Regions from separate parts of the Zea mays genome. Here region 2 is linked to region 1. The links are chromatin contacts, called in public Hi-C maps. All regions are on one chromosome and are shown on one strand. The core of a region is the stretch at or near the end of the contact, and the rest is flanking DNA. Distances in the headings are between cores, read along the strand shown.

What was found. Hi-C and Micro-C count contacts between places; a contact is called where the count stands out from the background.
Region 2: a contact with region 1 is called in a Hi-C map of tassel, with 2.4 times the contacts expected there. The contact joins the enhancer-like site here to the promoter of LOC100274791 in region 1. A contact is called at or near these places in 5 of 25 Hi-C or Micro-C datasets (ear, leaf and tassel).

What each region holds. Positions count from the first base shown.
Region 1 is chr3:141,532,676-141,536,043 of Zm-B73-REFERENCE-NAM-5.0, reverse strand. LOC100274791 (Transmembrane 9 superfamily member 1) reads right to left here and starts at 1,554. Exons shown (of 12, transcript NM_001320176.1): 1 at 1,330-1,554. The coding sequence starts at 1,437.
Region 2 is chr3:141,850,863-141,854,230 of Zm-B73-REFERENCE-NAM-5.0, reverse strand. No RefSeq gene overlaps it. Among protein-coding and RNA genes, the nearest start is that of LOC100125635, 94 kb to the right of the region's middle. Within about 2 kb of position 1,505, at least 17 of the 20 cell types and tissues checked have an H3K27ac peak or open chromatin away from gene starts, as enhancers often do. A contact at or near this core is called in ear, leaf and tassel, where this site is marked.

The sequences.
Region 1 (3,368 bases), core at 305-2,804:
AGGTCGAGAAAACCCTCGAACCCCTGCCCCACCCATACACAGCGGCATCGAAGCCCATGTGAGAATGACCGCGACCAGGGCCGAGCATTAGACCTGTGCTTTGGCGTGGGACAAAAAAGGGGATTTTTTTTAACCACGGCCTGAAATTCGCTCCTACGGAGAGTCGTACACAGGACCTGAGGAGTGCTACTCAAACCACCTAACCAATTCAGCTAGAGGCCCTTTCATTACATTTGGCAGGATAGCAAAGTAACTAAGATAAAATGTAGTGGTCCTCAGTCCTGAGTTCCTGACATTAGTAAGCTATCAGTGACAATGCAACATCATTAACTGTTACATCAGTGCTGTATTATGCTCAGTCAGCAAGATGTAGTTTGGTTGTACAGGTGCCTAACTAGGGTAAAGCTTTTCCCACCTATCCTATATAACATGATGCCCTAATAATTAGCAACATTTGCAGCGAGACATAAAAAGGTTAAGGATGTTGGAACCAGTGTGATATCGAGCATAATTTTATGCAAATTGAGTTAAAACAGCTAGAAGAAAGTTTTTATGCTTGCAATAAAAAATTCCAAGACACATCAATATTAAGATCGATTCAACAAAGGTAAAGGTGAGGGGTGCACATATTAGCCTGTGGGGCATTCTTGTTGCACAAATATAAAATCCGAATGGGCATTGAAGCAATTCTGATCAAACAGATCTACAGATTCAGGACAGCACACAACATGTAGGGTGCATTATTATTGACAGAGAGCATAACACAAAACAGAACTACAATATGCAATCGAAGGTAGGCGAATTGCATGAGCAAGTTATACATTTTTCCTTCACGAAATAGACACACACACACAATACAGAGTCAATACAAGTGTCCTAAACCCCGAAGGTACAAGATTTTTTCCTTAGCAACACTAATATCAATATTCCCATGCATCACAATCCGGAGCATGAGGAAACACCGCAGCCATCTATACTCAAAATTCAAAACACAATGAGCTATTAAGCTTTCCTCCAAAAGTGCCAGCATCCCTATTTACCAGCACTGCCACATTAATCAATACTGATCTAAGCCGTAACCCTCCTTTAAACGCGTCCTCGACTGTCGAACACCAAGAACTCTCTCGTCGCATCCGCCCCAAGTCCCCAACCGAACTTCACATTAGAACAACCCCGAGAGAGGGGCCGGCGCCACCAACCCAGCAACGCGAGATCCGACCGACGAGGCGGTCCAGATCCAGCGCGGTTCGAGAGATTAACCGGGATGGGTGCGAGCTGTGACTTGGATCCGTGGCAGGGAGAGGCCGCGTGGGAGTCGTGGGCACGCACCTTGTGGTCGGACTCGGAAGCGGAGGCGAGCGCGAGCAGGGCAGCGAGGGCAAGGGCGATGCCGAGCATGAGGTAGCGGCCGCGGCCGCCGACGGTGGAGGGGAGCATGCCGCCGCCGACGGCGAGATCTGGAGAGCAGGAGGACACAAGAGTGTCGCGGTCGCGAGCCTTGGGGTTCGGCGCTCGGGTTGGTCCGAGACGGCGTGGGTCACGAGCCCAGCAGCTGCCTGGAAGGTAAAATCCCGTATCGACCGGTGCGGTGTGTATCCATTTTCCCTGGTCGTTTATCGTATTTTCAGTAAGAAATCGGAGACAGAAAAAATACGATAATAAAAATCTAAAATCTCTTGCCGAAACAGAAAAATCTAAAATCTCTTGCCAAACAGAGAAGGTGATTTTCTGACCGTATCTTCTGTTTCTATGTTTTCGAAAAAATATTGTCGGATACTCGGAGCTTCCGATTGGCCATTTGTCAAAAAGTCGAGGGCTCGAGGCCTCTAGCCTCCCGAGTCCTTTCTGCAAAATGTTAAAAAAAAATTACCCCTAAAAACTGATTATTAGAAGTAGGCTAAAAAATTTTAAGATTTATTGGGTATCATAATTAGTGGTATTCAGATTATGCTATTAAACATGTTTAACATCTAAGTACCGAAAAATCGGAAAACACGTTCCCGTGGTTTAGCAGGGTTGAATCACGATTTCCCCAATACCCCGCTCAACAGTTGCTCAAAATTACGTCTCGTTCGAGCCCATCCTCGGGACAAGGCAGCGCCCGGGATAAATCCTTGTCTCGTCCGAGGATACCTCTTTCACGGAACGACCATTTCTGCCTCGCCAGAACTCGTCTCGGACACGAGGACAACCCTGAGTCCAGCCTCAGTCAAAGGTCGCAGGAACCGTGGAGACGTGTGCATTAAATGCGACGATTCGGATATCTACCCCATATGACACCGCGGTCAAACAGGGGACGATGGGACCATGGTCCCATCTACTTTCGCCAACTATGATGACGCACGCCCACGAACAACGGAAACTGCTCCCCCACACCGGCTACTGTTCTCGAACAACTCCGGATGGGACATGCACGAGTCTGGCACAGCCTCACCCTCGGAACAGAACTCTACCGCGCCCGAAGACGGTTTCAGCCTCGGGAGAAGACTCTGTCTCGCCCGAGATCGGCCTCGGCCAACTGCCATGGCAACAATTCCCCGCGAATCTCGCAGGAGGCCACTCCGGCGACTGTTCTAACCACTCCCTGTGCGACTGCATGCCCCGGCGCAGGTCCGACTGTCACACCCGGGTTTTAGGGGCACCAAACCCGGGCGCAAACTTCACCAAGTGTGCTAGGATCAAGTCTCGCACATATGATGACTCATGGTACAGAAACGAATGTCACATCTTTACTATACAATCGGAGTTCTGTACAAAATAGCTAAATAATTACATCATACGTAGACAACGATCCAACAATCATAGTTGACTCGGAGACGACGGCCTAGACCACTCATGAGCTCATCACAGCATCCTTCACGCGCCTCATCCTGTGGTACCTGTCCTTGACTTGGGGGATGTGAGTACAACAAGGGTGAGCTCACATACGTTCATCGCTCAACAAGTTGTGGGGAATAATGTGTATAAACTTACCAAAGGTGTGAGCTCATGTGAAGTGTAAGGCTTACCAAAGGAGATGGTTAAAGTTGAGCATTGCTTTTAAAGTTGGTCAAAATTTTATTAACAGCTACTAAGTAAAAGTAGATACCAACCCAATTAAATAAGAGATCAAATTAATGATAACACCTGCGATGGAAAAGCAAGGTATGATTCTAGCCTTAATAAATTGTTTTTGGTACTAACACTATTCTACTAAGTGCTAGGAACCTTCTCAAAGTGATAGAAATAAAATTGGATAAGTTTGGCTCAGGCGAGTCAAACTTGCACCAGCCTGTGGTGCACCGGACTATCCGGTGTGCACCGGATAGTGTCCGGTGCCCAGGCTGGCACCCCGCGAACAGGTCGCTCTCGGGAAAATGCTGAGGGCG
Region 2 (3,368 bases), core at 256-2,755, 320 kb before region 1:
GTGCAAGAGTTGCAAAGAACCAACTCATAGAGAGCATTTGGTCCCTTTATTTTTGGCGACTGAGGTTTAACTTCTGAAAGTAATAGATATTTTTGATAGTTGATATGAGGCCACCAAAAATAACAGATTTATTTTTGGGAACTATTGTTAGCCATCGAGAATAAGTTAATTTTTGATGACCACTGAAATATATGATGTTGTAAATTACTAAAACCTCCAAAAGTTCCTGGATTTCCCGCGTTGAATATATGAAGAGTGATATAAAAACCTAAAATCCAATGCGGTAAAATGTCAGAGACCAATAGGACCATCGTCCACAGCTTATCTCAAACATACATATCTTACTTCCTCGAGGTCTGAATTTTAGGACAAAGAAACTGTCTTCAAAATATAGCTTTGATCAAAGTTTGTTTTGGTTAAAATACAAAATGAACTTCTAATACCATCGTACTTTTGTAAAAGTACTTTTTAAAGACAAGTCATGACTATTATATTAGGTTCAAAACTAAATAATAAAACTGTTGTGTATAGTCAAAGTTTATCAAGTTTGATTCAAACCTTGTCTAGAACGACTTATATTTGAATATATGGAGGGAGTATGTGAGATAACGGATTGAATTATTTGCGTGCTTAAAAATCATATGATGAAGTGGGCTGCTGGTGGATATTAATTGGTTAAAATATCGGTTCAACAGGTACACACATCTTTTTTTTTTCAGTTAGGTACAGTTGTGATGCCATGACATAGATCTGCCTCAGCTGCTCTTCTAGTAGTACGTGCCTGATCACAACCAACCCTAGCTAGCTATGCTAACTACCGAGCTTCTAGAAGGGTTAGTAGCCTGCTTAGTGCACCCTCCATATATCTTTGGTTTGATGTAAACTTGTAGTGGGAATCTTCATCTTTCTATTGTCAAGTACATCAACTGAAGCGTACTGTCTGTCGCCTCATGACCTCAAGTCTCTAGAAGAACCCCAAGAAGCAGCTTGCCTCATCATCATTGATGTTGCGCCCTTTTGTTCATGTTGTTTACTTGTTAGTCACACCTCTAGCTAGGGGGGTTAGAGCAACTCTTACACCTTCTGACTCCTTGATATTTCTTTCAATAAAAGTGAAAGTTTTAAAAAGTATTTCTTTCAAAACAACTCTTGCGACACCTTTTCTAGATATTTTTTTAAAAAGAGAGTATTCTAGCTCTAGTTATGTCTTAGTTACCCGATTGCATCAATATATATGATTATCCTAGTGTCAACTTGTTTTCCTTTTGTTTTCAGCTATATGAGCCATGATCGATATTACCGTCTGTGTATATATTATTATTATTACGATCTTCGAAGCAAAGCAATGATTTTTTCTTCTCAAAAACATATAAATAAGCGCGATGCATGTCGTAATTACCGTGAGCTATATGTCTCCACACTTCGCTGGTAGCATCTGATGTCTCAGTCAGATAATAAGGACAGCCCGTGAGTCCATTTTCATCTTACCATTGGTGGGCTGGGCTAGCCACCGGCCGGGTGCGTGGGGGCCACCACCTTAGCTTCTAGAACGTGAAGGCCCCACACAAACAGCACTTCTTCCTCAAGTAGTGACAAACTAAAGTTTTTGTCCCAGCCTACTGAAAGGACACTGGAGGTTTTTATTTTTTTTTATTTTTTTAGAAAGGTGATGGAGGGTTAGCTGACATACAGAAAGCAGGGCCGGGGGGTGCTCATGCAACAAATAAAGGAACTAGCTACGCACTCGCACTATGGGTGGTTGTTCGTAGGCGGCTGCCGCGCGCCCTGGCCCTGAGTGGTGTCATTGTGCTACCAACCACCAACTACCACCGCCAAATGTAGGATGACCATCGGAATCGCCGTCAGAGTTCAGTTTACTGATCAATTAATAACACGTGCATACACAGTGAGCTTGATGATTAATTAATAGAATCAAATACATATTTCCTACTAGAAAATAAAGTACGTGTGTAGTATACGGCAATATATGATATTGCCACGATTTAGGATATGTGCCTAGGCCCACCAAAGATTATACGACTCTGAGGAAGTAACCCCACGCATCTAATGGTCTGTTGATGTATCCATAGCATTATTAGCTTATTGAATAAGTCTTATGTAGAACATACTCCATCCGTTTCGTTTTAGTTGTCGCTGAATAGTGCAAAATTAAACTATTCAGCGACAAATAAAAAGAAACGGAGGGAGTATTAAATGAGAGATGAGAAGCATTACAAGGTGGATAAGCATGATGTTGCCACGATTTAGGTTGTAGGGTACTTGAGACAACTATTCAATACGTGGATTGATACTATAGCCAGATCTACCCATGTAGGTATACATAAAGTATTATCAAACTATAAAATCCTACACCAGATACCAACTACATCATACCCAAAGGCACGACCCCAATGCCCATGGATGTGATATATCATAACCGCCCCTGTGATAGGTATGGTAGTCGACTATGGAGAAGGACATCTCCGCCCATACTATGATAAAACCAAAGGCATGGCTCTAGGCATGACTCCACGAACAACATAAGAATGGGGTAGTTGGGTCTTAGTTGATGGGATCTAAGGTTCAACTAGTTTAACCTTTCTCCTCCCTCACGCTATAAAAGGGGGGCATGATATCACTTAGAAGGGGACTCTAGGTGGATATAATTCACTCTAAATATAATATAGGGCATGCATAAAAGTGGATCAGAACCTTTAGGCTAGAACTCCCACAGCAACCAATACGTGAGGGGAGCCAAGTCTTGCTGCTGGGTTGTGTTTGAGCTTGTAATCTTCTTCACTTTTATGTTTATAAATAGATAATTAGAAAGAAAATATTACATACACTGTAGCCCAAACAACACATGTCCTCGCTCCTAGTCGTTCCTAGGTTCAGCACGACCACACCGGCTTTTTATGTGCTTTACATATGCTAGTGTTGTTACGTAATGATTTTCAGGCATGTGCTTGGATCCAAACACAAAACCTTGGGTTTCACACGTTTCCTCCGTTATAGAGACATTTATGACTAAGAAGTAGATTTTATCTTTTTTTTAACTCTAAGATAGCTTTTAGCACCAATTTTTGCCAGCAACTAGTTTTTACTAAATACTTATCTTAGGGCTTCGAAAGCTAGAATTGGACCGATGATTACATCCATTCTGGTTGTAAATCAATCGATGCTAATGCTAGAGTTGCTAAGAGGGTATTTGGTTCCGTGATGGCCCGACTAAAGTTTAGTACATGTCATATCGGATGTTTGAATACCAATTTTAAGCATTAAATATAGTTCAGTTATAAAACTAATTACATAGATGCAAACTAAATGACGAGACAGATTTCTAAAGCTTAATCAATTCATGATTAATA